Linked DNA regions of Mus musculus: all the other regions are linked to region 2. A link is a contact called in public ChIA-PET, HiCAR-type and promoter capture Hi-C data. All regions are on one chromosome and are shown on one strand. Each heading gives the region's core, a stretch centred on a gene start, on an enhancer-like site or on the middle of the called end of the contact. The rest is flanking DNA. Distances are from core to core; before and after follow the strand shown.

Region 1 (2,700 bases), core at 42-2,541, 520 kb before region 2:
TCATGCTGATGTGATACACACAAAGTAACTTCAGAGACAAAAGCTTTATTTTAACTCAGTTCCCAGCGAGGGTCCTTTGTGATGGGGGAGCTGTCAGAAGCTTGAAGCAGTTGGCCACATTTTATCTGCAGTCAGGAGAGAGCAATGAGCCTGTGCAGGCTGCTATGCTATCCCGGGTTTTGTCTTTCCCAGTTAGGGAATAGAGGGAAGCCATAGAGGGCTGGTCTTTCTGTTCAACTGATTCTCTCAAGATTCTCCCACCCATGGGACTCTGTCCTGACAAACTGACAACCAACACTATCACGTAAGCATTATGAACACACTTGCGCTGAAGAACAAAGAGATGAACAGGTGAAATATCTCAGACAAGGTCAACAGGGATGAGAGATATTTCTAAGTTTTTTTTTTTTTTTAACATTCATTTGTGGTGTATGAGGTGTGTGTGTATCACAGCATGCATGTGGAAGTCAGAGGACAGCCTGTGGGAATCAGCTTTCTCTTTCTACCATGTGGGTCCTGGAACAATACTCAGGTCAGAAAGCTTGACAGCAAAGGCCTCTCCCTGCTGGGCCATGGAAACAGCTTGGAGGACTGTGCTTGTGTGCCAGATGTATATTTTATTAAGGTTTACCAAGCAGCCCAGTAAAGTACTGTTATTTTCTGAGTTTGCAAGTAAGGTATTTGGGACGTGGAGGGTTGCTTATGTCACAGAACTGCTTAATGACAGGGCTATCATTTGACATCTTTCCCTGGTTGTCTTCTGATGGACCAAGAAGGCATCTAGGCAATGGAGAGACAGACCAAGACTGATGAACAGTATGCTGGAGAAGATGACAGAGTCCATTGTTTTAAATGTTTGGTAAATTTTCTTTTAATCTTACCCATAGGGCACTGGCTTTATGTTGTTCCCAGGAACAACACTCAGTTTAAGATCAATGACATAGGGCAGAAAGTGACTGACTGTGGTTCCTCTCGGACCCCCACGGTTCCAGGCTGAGAGACTCAGCAGACTCACTGGAAGGCTGACGTCAGTGAACTTCATCTCCAGCTTGTTCTGAAACATTCCATCCTTCAGTCTTCTGAGTCACCTCACCTGCAGCTTCTAGGACTCTGCTTCATTTCAGGGTCCATAGGCAAGCCCGTATGTAAATAATGCTTTTACTCTTCCTGATTTCATAAAAGTAGAATCATGACTCAGTTACATTCTCCAGAGAGCTAAAGGTGTACTCACATGTGTCCAGGCTAGGAGTTAGTCACATAAACAACACAGAGTTGCTAGGCAACCCAATACACAATTCGTTTCAGCGATGGCAGTGTTTGCTCTTAGTTCCGGGATGTTCTGGGGATGCTGACTTAAGTTCCAAGGACACAGGTGTGGGGCAGCCATACGTGGTGTTCCTGTGTCCAGCCTGCATTCTTCTTTCCCCTTCGCAAGGGCCCCTGGATTTGGTTTACATTTCCTGCTCAAGATTGCAATAGTGAGATGTGAAAATGGGAGGAGGGGGATGCCAGCCAGCTCAGAGAACATGTGAATATGACCTGCACGTGCATGTGTACCTACAGGCCACAGTTCAGTTCTATGAATGCTCAGGCTGGTTTGTCTTTCACAGCCCCTTTCCCCAAAAGCCACTCATACCAGGATTGGCTGTCTCCTGCTATGTATTTTTGTTGCAATTGTTATTGGTTTTGGTTGTTGAACCTTCTTAAAGTTAGGAAGAATTCCCTCTGTCCCTTTGGAACTTCCCTCCTTTTTCTAAACTGAGGAAGACATAGTGGAGAGGCTTTCTGTCTGACCAGATTATACTTTCAGGAATTACACAGGTTACAAGTGACACAAAGAAAAGAGGGATGGCTAGGGTACAATTCTTTCTCATGACACGGGCAGTAGCCTCTTAGCAGGCTTTTCCCTGACATTAACAGCTGAGTTTTTTCGAACCCTCCTCGTGGCTAAGCTTACTCCCCCACCCAGGCTCAGGCCACTGGCCCACCACAGGAGCCCTCCCATCCCCAGTCAGTATCAACTCCAGGGGATCTTTCTGCTTAAATCAGCCAGGATCCGTTCCTAAGCTTGACCCAAGGCTCCTGAGCAGACACCTTCCCAGGAGTGTGTAGAGCGTCTGCTCATTTCTCCTAGCTGGTAAACCACGCAAACTCTGGATTAGACGTCTACCTTATCACAGCTGCACAGGAGAGGTACTGGAAATCGGCTCTGGGTTGCGTGAATCAAGGGCCATCCAGAAATGACTGAGGACCTCAGATCCTTCTTCCAGATTCCAGCAGCTGCCAGGATTCCTTGCCCCATTGCCTTCTGGATGTGGTCACATTATTCTGTGCTTTGCCTCTGTGGTCACATTACCCTGCCTTCCCTCTGTGTCAGTGTTCCCTCTGCCTTTTATAAGGACATGTAATTGTATCTGAGACCCACCTCCACTCCAGGGTAATCTTTTATCTTGAGAGCCTTACTCATATCTATAAAGACTGCCCTCCTATTTGCCATAGAAGGCTGCATTTACAGGCTCTAAGGGTTAGCACATGGGGGCATCTTCTGGGAGGCATTTTCAACTATTTGAGTACCCTCAATGTATTCTTCCATAGTTCATGGTTGGTTTATCTCTGTCTCCTTTACTAGACCATGTACTGCAGGGGTACCCCAAGGGGCTCAGTGGCTCTGTTTCTGAAGTACATGATGTCTTCACCAAT
Region 2 (2,700 bases), core at 197-2,696:
CTTTCAAACCATGGGAAAATCAGCAACGTGTAGCCCATTTATTAGTACTTTGTGATTTTGTCATTTTCAGCATTTCCATTTCTAGTCATTCTTTAAAACGCACTTGGCCCACACAGGCCATACAGGTGCTTTTCTTCTGCACGACTGCTATATAGGTTACCTTTTCTGGATGCATGTTCCCTGTTACCCTGTTGGCAAATGCAGTGGTAAACTCAGACTTCAACCACACCTGACGTTTAGTTTGAAAGCTATCAGGTCACAGAAAGGTTCCATATAGCGAACCCACACTGTTACAGACAGGAAAGGCATTTATCAAGGGTACATTCACCACTGCTGGGTAGGTTACAACGAAAAGTCCACAATTTTTACACACTTTGTAGGAATTTGGCTATGACACCAGAACCTCACTTCATACCTCTGCCTGGCGATAATCTTGAAGTTTGGCAAACTCATCAGCAAAGTCTTTCAGACCCTGCTTTAAATTTGGTGTCTCGGTAGAGGCATACAGGTTGATTTCGTTCACTAGGAGGTCGGCTTTGTCTCGAAGCCTGGCAGTTTTCCGTACATAAGCAGCAAAGATTTGGCAAAGCTCTCCAAAATGCTTCTCCACATTTGTGACAGCATCCTGCAGTTGTTTTGTTTGAGCATCTCTAGAAAAAGGAGACACAGAACACTGTTCTTAAAACAGTAAGAAGGTGCCCCGTTAATTTTACGTGCAAACATTCCCGGGCCTCCCTAAAGCCCTGAAGGGCAACATTCCCAACTCTTCCAGAGGCCCGCGCCTTCTCTAGGACCTCACGCAGGCTCTGGTCCTGCCTAGAACCTTGCAGGCCCGGGAAAGGGCCCGGGCCTGGTGGGCCGAGAAGGGGCGGCGCTGCTGCGGCCTGGGCACCTGCGGCCTCCCGGGCTCTGTACCGCGGCAGGGCCCGGCCCAGCTCAGGGGGACCGATCGGCCGGGAGACTCTCTCGGCCCGGCACTCGCCTCATCCGGGTGGACGGACTGCAGAGCGCCACGGGGACCGTGCGGCCTCCTCCCGCCCCAACCGGCTTCCAGGCCCTCGGCCCGGCTCCTCTCTCCCACCCGGCCCTTTCCTTCGGGCAGCCTGCACGACGAGGCCCCGGCGGTTACCGCTCATCCAGATTGCGCCTCAACATCTTGCCTTTCCCGCCGCCCGGGACCCAGGATGGGAGCCCAACGAGCGCGGCTCCGGGCCGCCAGGGCGCGCGGGAGCAGGCGACGCCGCCACTTCTACCGGGAGCTGAGAGCGCGCAGTGCGCGCCGCCCCGCCTGCCCGGCGTTTCCGTGGCGACGCGGCGCGCGCCCCGGCGGTCAAGAGCAGGGCAAGGGAGACCAGAGGGCATGGGGCAGAGGGAACACCAAGCATCCTCCTTCAGCTCCTGCAGCTCTCTAGCCCTCCCAGGCTTCTGGGAGCGAAGGAGGAAAACCAACCCACCAGCAACCGGAAGGGGTACAGGAAAATAAAGGTGAACGGGGTTCAGACTTAATGCGAAGCTTGTCCCTGTGCTTCTCTGTTGAATGAGACAACGTGTGGGCTCGTGGAAGCTGCCTTTGGAAAAGAACCGCTCTATAAGTTAGATTTCTATAGCTGTGATGAGACCCCGACAAAAATCAAGTTGAGGAGGAAAGGATTTCTTTGGCTGACATATCCCAAGTCACAGTTCTTTAAGGAACTCAGGGCAGGAACCTGGAGGCAGGAATTGAAGCAGAGGCCATGTAGCAACACTGCTGGCTGGCCTATTTGATTGACTTTCTTATATACCCCAGGACCTCTTGCACAGGGGCAATACTGTCTACCCTTCCATGTCAATCATCAATCAAGAAAACAGCCTACAGGTCAATCTGATAGGGACATTTTCTGAATGTTCCCTCTTCTCGGGTAACTCTAACTTTGGTCAAATTAACCAAACAGAAACAAACAAACAACAATAACAACAATAAAAATAAGAACAGTAACAACAAAACAGAAACAGAAAAAAAAGCACACCAGTGCTTACTCCCTCATCTTTACTGGTCTTTAATGCCATCTGTTCCCCCTCTTGCAGGTAACTGAGTTTCTACTTTGTGAAAAAGATTGTTAGACCCAGTCGAGGTATGGGCCTGAATGAAGGTTCCCCAATTGGAAGAGTCACAGATAACCCAGAGCCTTCCTCTAGCTTCTGAGAGGGAGTCTTCTCTTCCGAGTGAACTTGGGGTCCAACTTCAAGCTTTGTCTACTTCTCAAATGCCCATAATTTCTGAGAATAAAGTCTTTGCTCTTACAGTGCTCACAGCCTTGGTGGAATGATAAAGCTAGCCAAACAGTCAAACACATATAACACAGCCCAGAAATGTGCTACCGTGTCAGGTTTCGTTGTATAAACAAATTATAAGGCCTAGTGGCTTCCACAACTCCACTAGTCAGTTTAGGATTCTGTAAACGACACAGATGGTTCTTCTTTGGTTCTGTTCAGCTAGGTTCTTTCCTGCCTTTCCAGGTGGCGAGTCTGTTACTAGCAGTATAATTTCACTAAATGCTATGGTGCTGAGCAAATAAGTTCTGCAATTGGGAGGTAGGGAGCCAGATGTGTCCAACCCCACCCCCTAAAAGCTCATCTTAAGACCAGTAGGAGTAAGAATTGCTCCCTCCTTGTTCTGGGCCTGCATGCCATGGTAGTGCATGTATCCTTGTGACCCACACC
Region 3 (2,700 bases), core at 193-2,692, 730 kb after region 2:
TCCATTTTATTTGAACAAGGAAGCATATATGTTGGGACTTCACTATTTCCTCTCTCCTCCAAGCAACACACATATACAATCCTCATTAAGAACATTTATTTAATGTCATTGAATTCTATCTTTGTTTCATTTTAAAGATCCTGAATACCAGAAAATGATCTAGCAGTACAGAAAATAAAATCACATTTTGGGTTTCATTTCTCAATAAGATATCATGGGAGACTTCAGAGATATCTATTTATATGTGCCTACATTCTTTTTGTATGATGTTTTGCCTTTTACAAACTTTTGTAACACTTGAAGGGATATTATTATTATTATTTTAATATTTTATTTTTTAATTTCTGTCATGTAGTACATCTCAACCACAGCTTCCCCTTCCTTCCTTAGATCTCTTCCTCCATTTCTTCTTCAGAAAAGAGCAGGCCTCCGAGAGACAACAGCCAAACTGGAAAAAACAGTATACAGTAACACAAGGTGAAATCTCTTAATTTGAAGTTGGACAAAAAAACCCAATAGGAGGAAAATAGTTTTAAAAGCAGGCAAAAGAATGAGAGACATGCTGGCTCCCACTGTGTGGAGTCTCAGGAGAACACAGCAAGTCATAACAAATGCAGGGGACCTGGCATGGACCCATGCCGCAGGCCCTATGCGCTCCACACAGACTAACTGTGAACCTATGTGAGGCCCGCTTAACTGATTTGGTGGGCCATGTTCTCCCGCAGTCCTCCATCCCCTCTGACTCCTACTGTCTGGGTTTTAAATTTAGTTTATGTCAGTATAAAGAGAATCACTCTTTGTTCAGTGGCTTGTTCATTTATTAAATAAACTCACCTGCTTCTAGTCTGGAAGCAGACTATGGATAATAATACTACTTCCCAGGAGGTTTTGTCGGGATTGTAAAAGCATAATTTAGAGAGCAGTCGGTGATCAAAACCATTCCAAATGTTAAATAACTCAATATTGTCTGCTCCTGTTTTACAGATGCGAAAACTAAGTTCCCGAAACAGGCCTGCAATCACAGTCGTTTGTCACCTTTCAGCAATTGCTTTCCCTAAATTGACTCTCTTGTTAAAAGTTAAAAATTAAAATAAAAGTATCTTATCCTACCCTAAGTCCTGCTCCTTGAATCTCTTTGAATGTGTTTCACTGTTGGAATGTTTTCCTAAGGATATGACTAGATTTAGGTGTTTGTGTGTAAAAGGTGGAAGTGGTCACTCATTAAAATAACTTTTGGTTTTCGTTTTATGTTTGTGAAAAGAAGTCAGGCTCCTTTCTGTTAATGTCTGCATCCTAGGAAGTACTGAAGCTCTAAGGTGTAGAAATGATGGACCTAAGAGCACACACAGTCCTGGAGGCTCGCAGGGAAGGCCTAGCCAATCAGAGTGTAGACTGAAGGCTGGCCCCGCCCCTCCTCGTCTGGCCCTCCTGGAGTAGGGGTGTGCGGCTCTTCGTCCCGCCCCTGCCTCTGAGTGACAGCAGCGTGGACAGCTGCCCACCCGGCCGGACCCGCAGTTGGGCCGCCCTCGCTGGGCAATGCTGAGGTGTGTTTCCGGCGAGGGCTTGGGGGTTCGGGGTCACAGTTCTCTTGATGCGGGCCCAGGGCTGGAAACGCGCTTTCCCAGCGTCTCCCAGCCCCGTGGAGACTGTAGATCTGGCCTGGGGAACAGCCCCAGGCGCTGGGCCTGAGCATCCGGAGGCTCCTCCAGGGGATCTGGGCTCCGAGCCCAGCAGGGAGACCTCCTTTTCGACTGTTTTGGCTTCTCCGGCCCAGAGAGAATGGCCAGACTGGGGTGGGCGTGGCCGCCTGGGTTGCCGAGCAACGCGGGTGCGCCCTGCCAGCGTGTCCTAGTGCTCCAGGACCTTGCAGAAACTCTCAGTCCCACCCACTTCCCCAGGTTTACCCTAGGCTGGGGATTAATTAGCTTGCTGTGCTGTCCACTAATTTGAGAGGCCTCCTTGTAGTTACAGGTGACTCTAGTTTCTACTAATCCTGCTTAGGCCGCCGCCGCCTCCTGTGTTTTAACTCCGATTTACTCTTTCCTGTTTCCCTTTTATGGGAACAGTCTTGTAAGCCAAAATATTTGTAGAGTTGCTTTATTGGTTAGTGGTAGTGGTGAAGTGGGGTTACTTTTTCTGATGTTTAGTGAATCCCCGAACCCAAACGATGTTGTATGTGGATATGCTCTGTGATATGCTGTCTTTCACTTAACCTAATGTAATGAACTTCCTCTGGAAGTTGCAACTCATTACAGCAAGGACTTTCATATGTGATTTTCCTTGCAGTCTATTGTGAAGTATGTTAAACTTCTAAGCACTTACTATTGAGTCCATATTTAATGATCAACTACAAGATAACACAGATAAATACTGCAAACATCTTCTTCCCTCATATCTTTTGGCCCCACATGATTCAGAAGAACAAACATTCTATAGGAAAACACAGACAAGAAGGGAGCTGGCTTTAATTTTCCATGCCAGGGTTCCAGTGTAAATCCTCAGGAAGAGAGTTTCTCTTGGCCTGCTGTTAACAGTGGCCCTCAGTAAGGAAGCCCCTTCGTTTCCCTTAGTTGAGAACCTTCAATCATCTCATCTATAAAGTTCTCAATCTAGTATCTATCCTAGCAGGATTGATTTAAAAGTATAATTACAATAGTGATCTGCAGTAATCCAAGATGTTATTGGTTATAATGTCCGTTT
Region 4 (2,700 bases), core at 65-2,564, 690 kb before region 2:
TATATGTAAGTACACCGTAGCTGTCTTCAGACACTCCAGAAGAGGGCGTCAGATCTCGTTATGGATGGTTGTGAGCCACCATGTGGTTGCTGGTATTTGAACTCTGGACCTTTGGAAGAACAGTCGGGTGCTCTTACCCACTGAGCCATCTCACCAGCCCCCGAAACCTCAATTTTAAAAAGAAGAAAATGTCCTAAGGGAAGGTCATGAGATCAAATACAAGACCTTGAACAAATCTAACAAATGAATAGACAGTGTCTAGTTGAAAGCAATTCTGGCAAACATACAGGAGAATGGAGACATTTTAAGCCTCCTCAGCAGAGCACGACAAAGAGACAGTTATATAAACCCTGAGAGGGAGATAGCCTAGGCACTGAGCTGATCCACCCCACTCTCTCCCTGATGGCCTGTTCCTACTTTTGCTGATCTGCTTTTGTTTTGCTACAACTTTGTGTCTTGATGGGTGGTTCCTGAGAGGACCAGAATAGAGAAAAATTCCTTCTTAACACTCCCTAGGACTATGTATAGTTTCAAGTGTCCAGCACTTGACAGAGAAACTATTCATAAAATTAAAACAAACACACTTTTTATTTTGAGGCAGGGTCTCACGGAGTAGTAGTCTAGGCTGGTCTGAAGCTCAAACTCTTCCTTTGTCCTTTAAATGCTGGAATTGGCAGACTGCTTGTCAGCCAGAAATAGACTTTGTGCTCTCTCTTATATTCGTGACGTTTCATTTATATACCTTTTTGAACCTTATAAGAATTAATCCTCATAATCAGCTCGTGGGATTATTCATCATATTTAACATTTTCATAAACGAGAAAATTTTCCTTTCGTTTGCTGAGACAAGTTGTCTCCCTCCCTCTTTCTCCCTTTCCCTCATTTTTTGAGACACGGTCTCATGTAGCTCAAGCTGGGATTCAACTCCTGGCTGGCCTTGTGTGTGCTCTTTTCTTCTCTTTGAAAACAGTGTCTTTTCAGATTCCCTCATTGCATGGTTTTGTTTGGAGAGCATGCCTCGTGGGAGGCATACGGTGCCGTGTGTCTAGATTTGGCACACTTTCCTATCTTCTAGAACTCATCGCCTCTCGCAGGCGTCGTGGCTCCGCTACTCCGGAGAACCACGGGATTTGGACCACTGCAAACACCGTAGTCCCCGCCCCTCTTTTTTTTTTTTTTTCCCTGCCCCTTTGGGCTCGCAGAAGGCGCCCTCCGCCGCGCTGGAGGAGGCGGGGCTTACGGCTTAAGTCAGCAAGCTGCGATGGGATTGGTGGAGGCTTGAGACGACAGCGTCCTGTTTACCGGAAGTACTGCAGTTTTCCCCCTAGCTGGAGCCTCGGCCTGGGAGGTTGGAGAGCTGCCCCGGAAGTCATCTCCCGGTCCCCCGCCCGCGGCAGACATGGCGGTGGACTCGTCTATGGAGCTGCTATTTTTAGATACTTTTAAACATCCGAGCGCTGAGGTAAGGCCTCGCGACCCGATTTCGACACGGCCCCTCAGTTCCGGTACCCCTGCTGCGGAGTCGGGGGCCGTCCGGGCGGTGTCCTCCCTCAGTCGCGCGCGCGCGGGGGTCCTCTGGTCCACACCCCCTCCCCCAGCCCGGTGCGAGCCCGGTGGCCCTGGGCGGCGGCCCTGCCTTTCTCGGCTTTGATTTGGGGCCCGCGGCTTCAGTCGAGTCAGTCGCGCTGCTGACAGTTTGTCCTGTCAGCGTTGAGTCCTGCGGAGGGTCCTTGGTCTCAGGTGTACTTCGGGTGGGATGCAGGCGTGAGCTTGGGCATCTGGTTTTTGACAGTAGTGTCGGGTTCTGGATGCCCTCAGGGTACGGACTATCCAGGATCCTAAGTCCTCTTCTATCTCTCTTCTAACGGCGGTCTCATTGCTCAATTTGTCATAGCACTTCAATAGTTTGGGAAGGAATTCACCTATTAGGACATGACAGATCTACGAGAATCTCCTTTGCGTGGAGGACACTTGCGAATCATGCAGTATTGAAGGACTAAAGACTGTCATTAGAAAGCAAGTCTGTTGTTTTCAGGGGACGAAGGTGGGGTGTTGCGTAGTTTTGTGTACAGAATTACTTTAGCGTCCCTGAAAGGCCTTGGAATTCTTAAGTTGAATGTACTGAATGTAGCGAATTAACGAAGATTCGCAAAAATGAACTATAACGAAGTCCACAGAGAAATTCGGCTGCGAGGAAGAGAGAGTAAATGAACAAGCCTCATATTTGTTTGTTTCACCGGAAACCTAATCATTTCGAGAGTCATTCTTTGGGGATTGTCTTGTTTCTATGAAGACTGTATTCTTTTTTTTTTTTTTTTTTAAGATTTATTTATTTTATGTATGTGGGTACGCTGTCGCTGTCTTAAGACACACCAGAAGAGGGCATCAGATTCCTTGTGAGCCATCATGAGGTTGCTGGGACTTGAACTCAGGACCCCTGGAAGAGCAGTCAGTGCTCTTAACCGCTGAGCCATCTCTCCAACCCTACTGTACTCTTAATATGACAACATGAAAGTAGGGTAGAGTGTCTCCTATTCTTTCTCGGTTGTATGTCCTGGGTTTAGACCGTACCTAGGAAAACATAAGCATCTGAATGAGAAGAGATTTAAAATGTTCTCTTATGAAGTAATGAAATGAGTACGGCTGCATTTTCTTGAATAAATGAATGAGTGACTGCTGGGCTATGTAATTCCAGCCAGA
Region 5 (2,700 bases), core at 85-2,584, 590 kb before region 2:
CTCCTGCTTTCTACCAAGCGGCTGTGTCTAGATGCACCTTTATATTTGGGGTCTTGAGCTGTGGTCAGGACCATTGGTGTAGGTTTGCTTAACTGTTGTACAGAGTTGCTCTTACCTCCTAAACAGCACTTGCTTAGTTGCATGCGGCCGCGGCTTTGGGAGTTGGTTTTGCCTTCCACCATGTGAGCCTAGGGATCAAGGGCAGGCTGTGGGCCTTGGCAGCATGCTTTCACCAGATGAGCTGTCTTGCCGGTCTTTGCCTGAATCAAACATGTTCAAGTTGCGTTTTCTTTACTATTTCTTTAGTTTTGAGGCGCTGGAGATTAAAGCTGGGGCCTTGAACGTGTTAAGCACTTGCTGCACCTCACGTCTTTCATCCGTTCCAGGTAATCCCCTATCTGGACAAGCACACCGGGAGGAAATGAGCTTGCTTTGTTTTCATGATGATCACGTGCTTCAGACTAGCATTAAACAGGAAAACTCATAGCTAGATTAGGTGTTCCTTTTCATAGTCCATGTGGTGTGATTAAGATAAACAAGACATTGCTTTAATAGAAACACGATTTTGTTTGTACATGATCATGCCATTTCTCACCATTAATTTTTACACATGATAAAGCAGGATAGCATATTTACGTACGATACAGGTAGAGTAATAGCGAATATTTTTATCTGGGTTTTATATCTAGTATTCAGTAAACACTTGTCCTTGAATAACACAATTATGCAGAGGATACTATCCGCTGGAGACGACGAGGAAGCTTAGCTTTCCTGCAGTCTGAGCTGGTGTAACCTAACTAGCTAGAGGCTATGCAATTCCTGATTGACAGCAGGACCAGCAGTATGCAGAGTCTGTAAGGGAGAACACCCAGCTCAGAGGCAGTGATTAGAGCTTTGTCAGGAACCGCCACGTTCACCCCTGCCTGGTGTCTTGTGTTTTTCGGTCTACTAGATTTGTAAACAAATAACACAGAACAGTTCCTCTTTTGTTTTTATTAAAGTGACTGCGGTGCTGTTTCAGCCCCTCTGCCAGCATACATGCGTGGAAATGTGATATTCTCACTAAATTAGCTCATTTTAAGCTGTGGTTCCTGCTTATCTCCAGACCTTTGTGCATTAAATCCTATCTGGAGCTGCTCCCTGTATACACAAGTGTGTTTTGCTTGTGCTCTCCTGCCTTCTGTGAGAAGCTAGCTTTATGTAGGTCAGGCTTGGCTTAAGCGGCTTTCCTGAACCTGCGTAAGTCAGCTTAAGCTGGAGGAATTTTAATAAGCCCTCCCCTGTAGGCGTGGGCCTAAATGAGGCTAGCCTAGTTAAGCCTGATCTTTCTGTTTGTGAAAAGAGCTGAGCAGAGCTGAAGGCTGCATGGTGGTTTCAGAAACGGCCTACTTAATTCCAAAAGAACAATGGTAGGAAAGGCTAGATCTTCCAATTTTACCTTATCTGAAAAGCTTGATTTGCTAAACCTTGTGAAGCCATATGTGAAAATTCTCGAAGAGCACACTAATAAAAATTCAGTAATAGTGGAAAAGAATAGATGTTGGGATGTCATAGCAGTTAACTATAATGCGATTGGAGTAGACCGCCCTCCTCGCACAGCTCAGGGCCTACGCAGCCTTTACAAAAGGCTCAAAGAATATGCCAAACAGGAGCTATTGCAGCAAAAGGAGGCCCAGTCTGAGTTTAAAAGCAGTGTTTCGGAGCCCACCAAGCAAGTCATGGAAATGATTCCCCAGATTGCCAGCTTCGGCCTCATAAGAGACAGGAGCCACATACAGAGGTAAGCCTTATTTTATTTTGTTGTGGGAATTATGGCGCCTCCTATCTCTTGGGCTCTGGCTTAGCTGTGCTAGACATGTGCATAGCGAGCGTCCCCACAAGGGGAGCCGTGAACAGTGTCTTTGTTTTGCTTTCTTAAAAAAAAAAAAAAAAAGTAAAGCTCTGAGGAGTTCTCTGTTAGGACAGCTTGCAGCTGCTTTCCCTCCATCCTGCCGATTCCACAAGTAAAAGTTAAGGCAGAATTGATGGGATGAAGCTGTGACATCACTAAGTGAACTTTAAAGCCTTCATAGCGTAGAGTGTATAAAGTAATGGGTTTTACTATGACATTTTTACACATTTATTATATACTTTGATTATATCTCATAAACTTGTAAGCCTTAAAATTAGATTACTTGCTTCTGTGAGAAATTATTCTTTTTAAAGATTACATGTCATTGAAATTAAAAAAAAATTTTTTTACATAAAAGTTATATGAAGTTAGTAGTTTTGGGAGCAAATGGGGACTTTGTTTTTTTATGAATTATTACTGTGTATATTTCCTGAATATGCACTAAAGTAACAAAACTTCCTTGATAGATAACATGATTGATTCTAAGTGAAGACTGTTTTGTTTCTCTAGTGTGTTTGAAGTTGGTAAGACAGACACATTGACGAAAGGAGCTTAATAGCTAGCTAAGGGGTTCCAGTTACATAACAGAGTAAAGTGTAATTGGCTAATGGTCTAGTTCCACTCTGACATTGGCTCATAGGGAAGGTAAACTTTCTCATACTGCCCTCTGTAACTTATAAGACTCACATTTAATAAGGGCAACTGAAATAGGGATTGAAAACAGTTTGCGTTAGGTATGATTGTTTGCCTAAAAATTTTAAAAGCTGTTACCTGTGATCAATTTAAATTTAATTCTTGACATAAGATAA

What was found. Promoter capture Hi-C pulls out the DNA fragments that hold promoters and counts their contacts. ChIA-PET counts read pairs in DNA pulled down with a chosen protein or histone mark. HiCAR-type assays count read pairs that join an accessible place to other places.
Region 1: a promoter capture Hi-C map of trophoblast stem cells shows a contact between it and region 2, with 4 times the contacts expected there. The contact joins the enhancer-like site here to the promoter of Cibar1 in region 2. A contact is called at or near these places in 11 of 39 promoter capture datasets (the 3T3-L1 cell line, 3T3-L1-derived adipocytes, the C10 cell line and 7 more), 2 of 115 datasets of contacts at active chromatin or transcription factors (astrocytes and pancreatic cancer cells) and 2 of 9 other capture datasets (adipose tissue and embryonic stem cells).
Region 3: a HiCAR-type map of astrocytes shows a contact between it and region 2, with 2.8 times the contacts expected there. The contact joins the promoter of Triqk here to the promoter of Cibar1 in region 2. A contact is called at or near these places in 10 of 39 promoter capture datasets (the 3T3-L1 cell line, 3T3-L1-derived adipocytes, cranial neural crest and 5 more) and 1 of 115 datasets of contacts at active chromatin or transcription factors (astrocytes).
Region 4: a contact with region 2 is called in an RNA polymerase II ChIA-PET map of memory CD8 T cells, with 5 read pairs. The contact joins the promoter of Virma here to the promoter of Cibar1 in region 2. A contact is called at or near these places in 1 of 39 promoter capture datasets (liver), 3 of 115 datasets of contacts at active chromatin or transcription factors (astrocytes, bone marrow-derived macrophages and memory CD8 T cells) and 1 of 9 other capture datasets (adipose tissue).
Region 5: a promoter capture Hi-C map of hippocampal neurons shows a contact between it and region 2, with 3 times the contacts expected there. The contact joins the promoter of Fsbp here to the promoter of Cibar1 in region 2. A contact is called at or near these places in 11 of 39 promoter capture datasets (the 3T3-L1 cell line, the C10 cell line, the HPC-7 cell line and 6 more), 1 of 115 datasets of contacts at active chromatin or transcription factors (bone marrow-derived dendritic cells) and 3 of 9 other capture datasets (adipose tissue, embryonic stem cells and liver).

Annotation. Positions count from the first base shown.
Region 1 is chr4:11,652,565-11,655,264 of GRCm38.p6, forward strand. No RefSeq gene overlaps it. Among named protein-coding and RNA genes, the nearest start is that of Gm35884, 22 kb to the right of the region's middle. Within about 2 kb of position 1,292, at least 37 of the 459 cell types and tissues checked have an H3K27ac peak or open chromatin away from gene starts, as enhancers often do. A contact at or near this core is called in pancreatic cancer cells and trophoblast stem cells, where this site is marked.
Region 2 is chr4:12,170,569-12,173,268 of GRCm38.p6, forward strand. It overlaps Cibar1 (CBY1 interacting BAR domain containing 1), which reads right to left and starts at 1,447. Exons shown (of 9, transcript NM_026558.5): 1 at 1,130-1,447; 2 at 416-650. The coding sequence starts at 1,362.
Region 3 is chr4:12,905,395-12,908,094 of GRCm38.p6, forward strand. Triqk (triple QxxK/R motif containing) reads left to right here and starts at 1,443. Exons shown (of 5, transcript NM_001171801.1): 1 at 1,443-1,544.
Region 4 is chr4:11,484,644-11,487,343 of GRCm38.p6, forward strand. Virma (vir like m6A methyltransferase associated) reads left to right here and starts at 1,315. Exons shown (of 24, transcript NM_001347055.1): 1 at 1,315-1,462. The coding sequence starts at 1,400.
Region 5 is chr4:11,578,328-11,581,027 of GRCm38.p6, forward strand. Fsbp (fibrinogen silencer binding protein) reads left to right here and starts at 1,335. Exons shown (of 2, transcript NM_001256142.1): 1 at 1,335-1,780. The coding sequence starts at 1,407. The region is part of intron 3 of Rad54b (RAD54 homolog B (S. cerevisiae)); the gene reads left to right.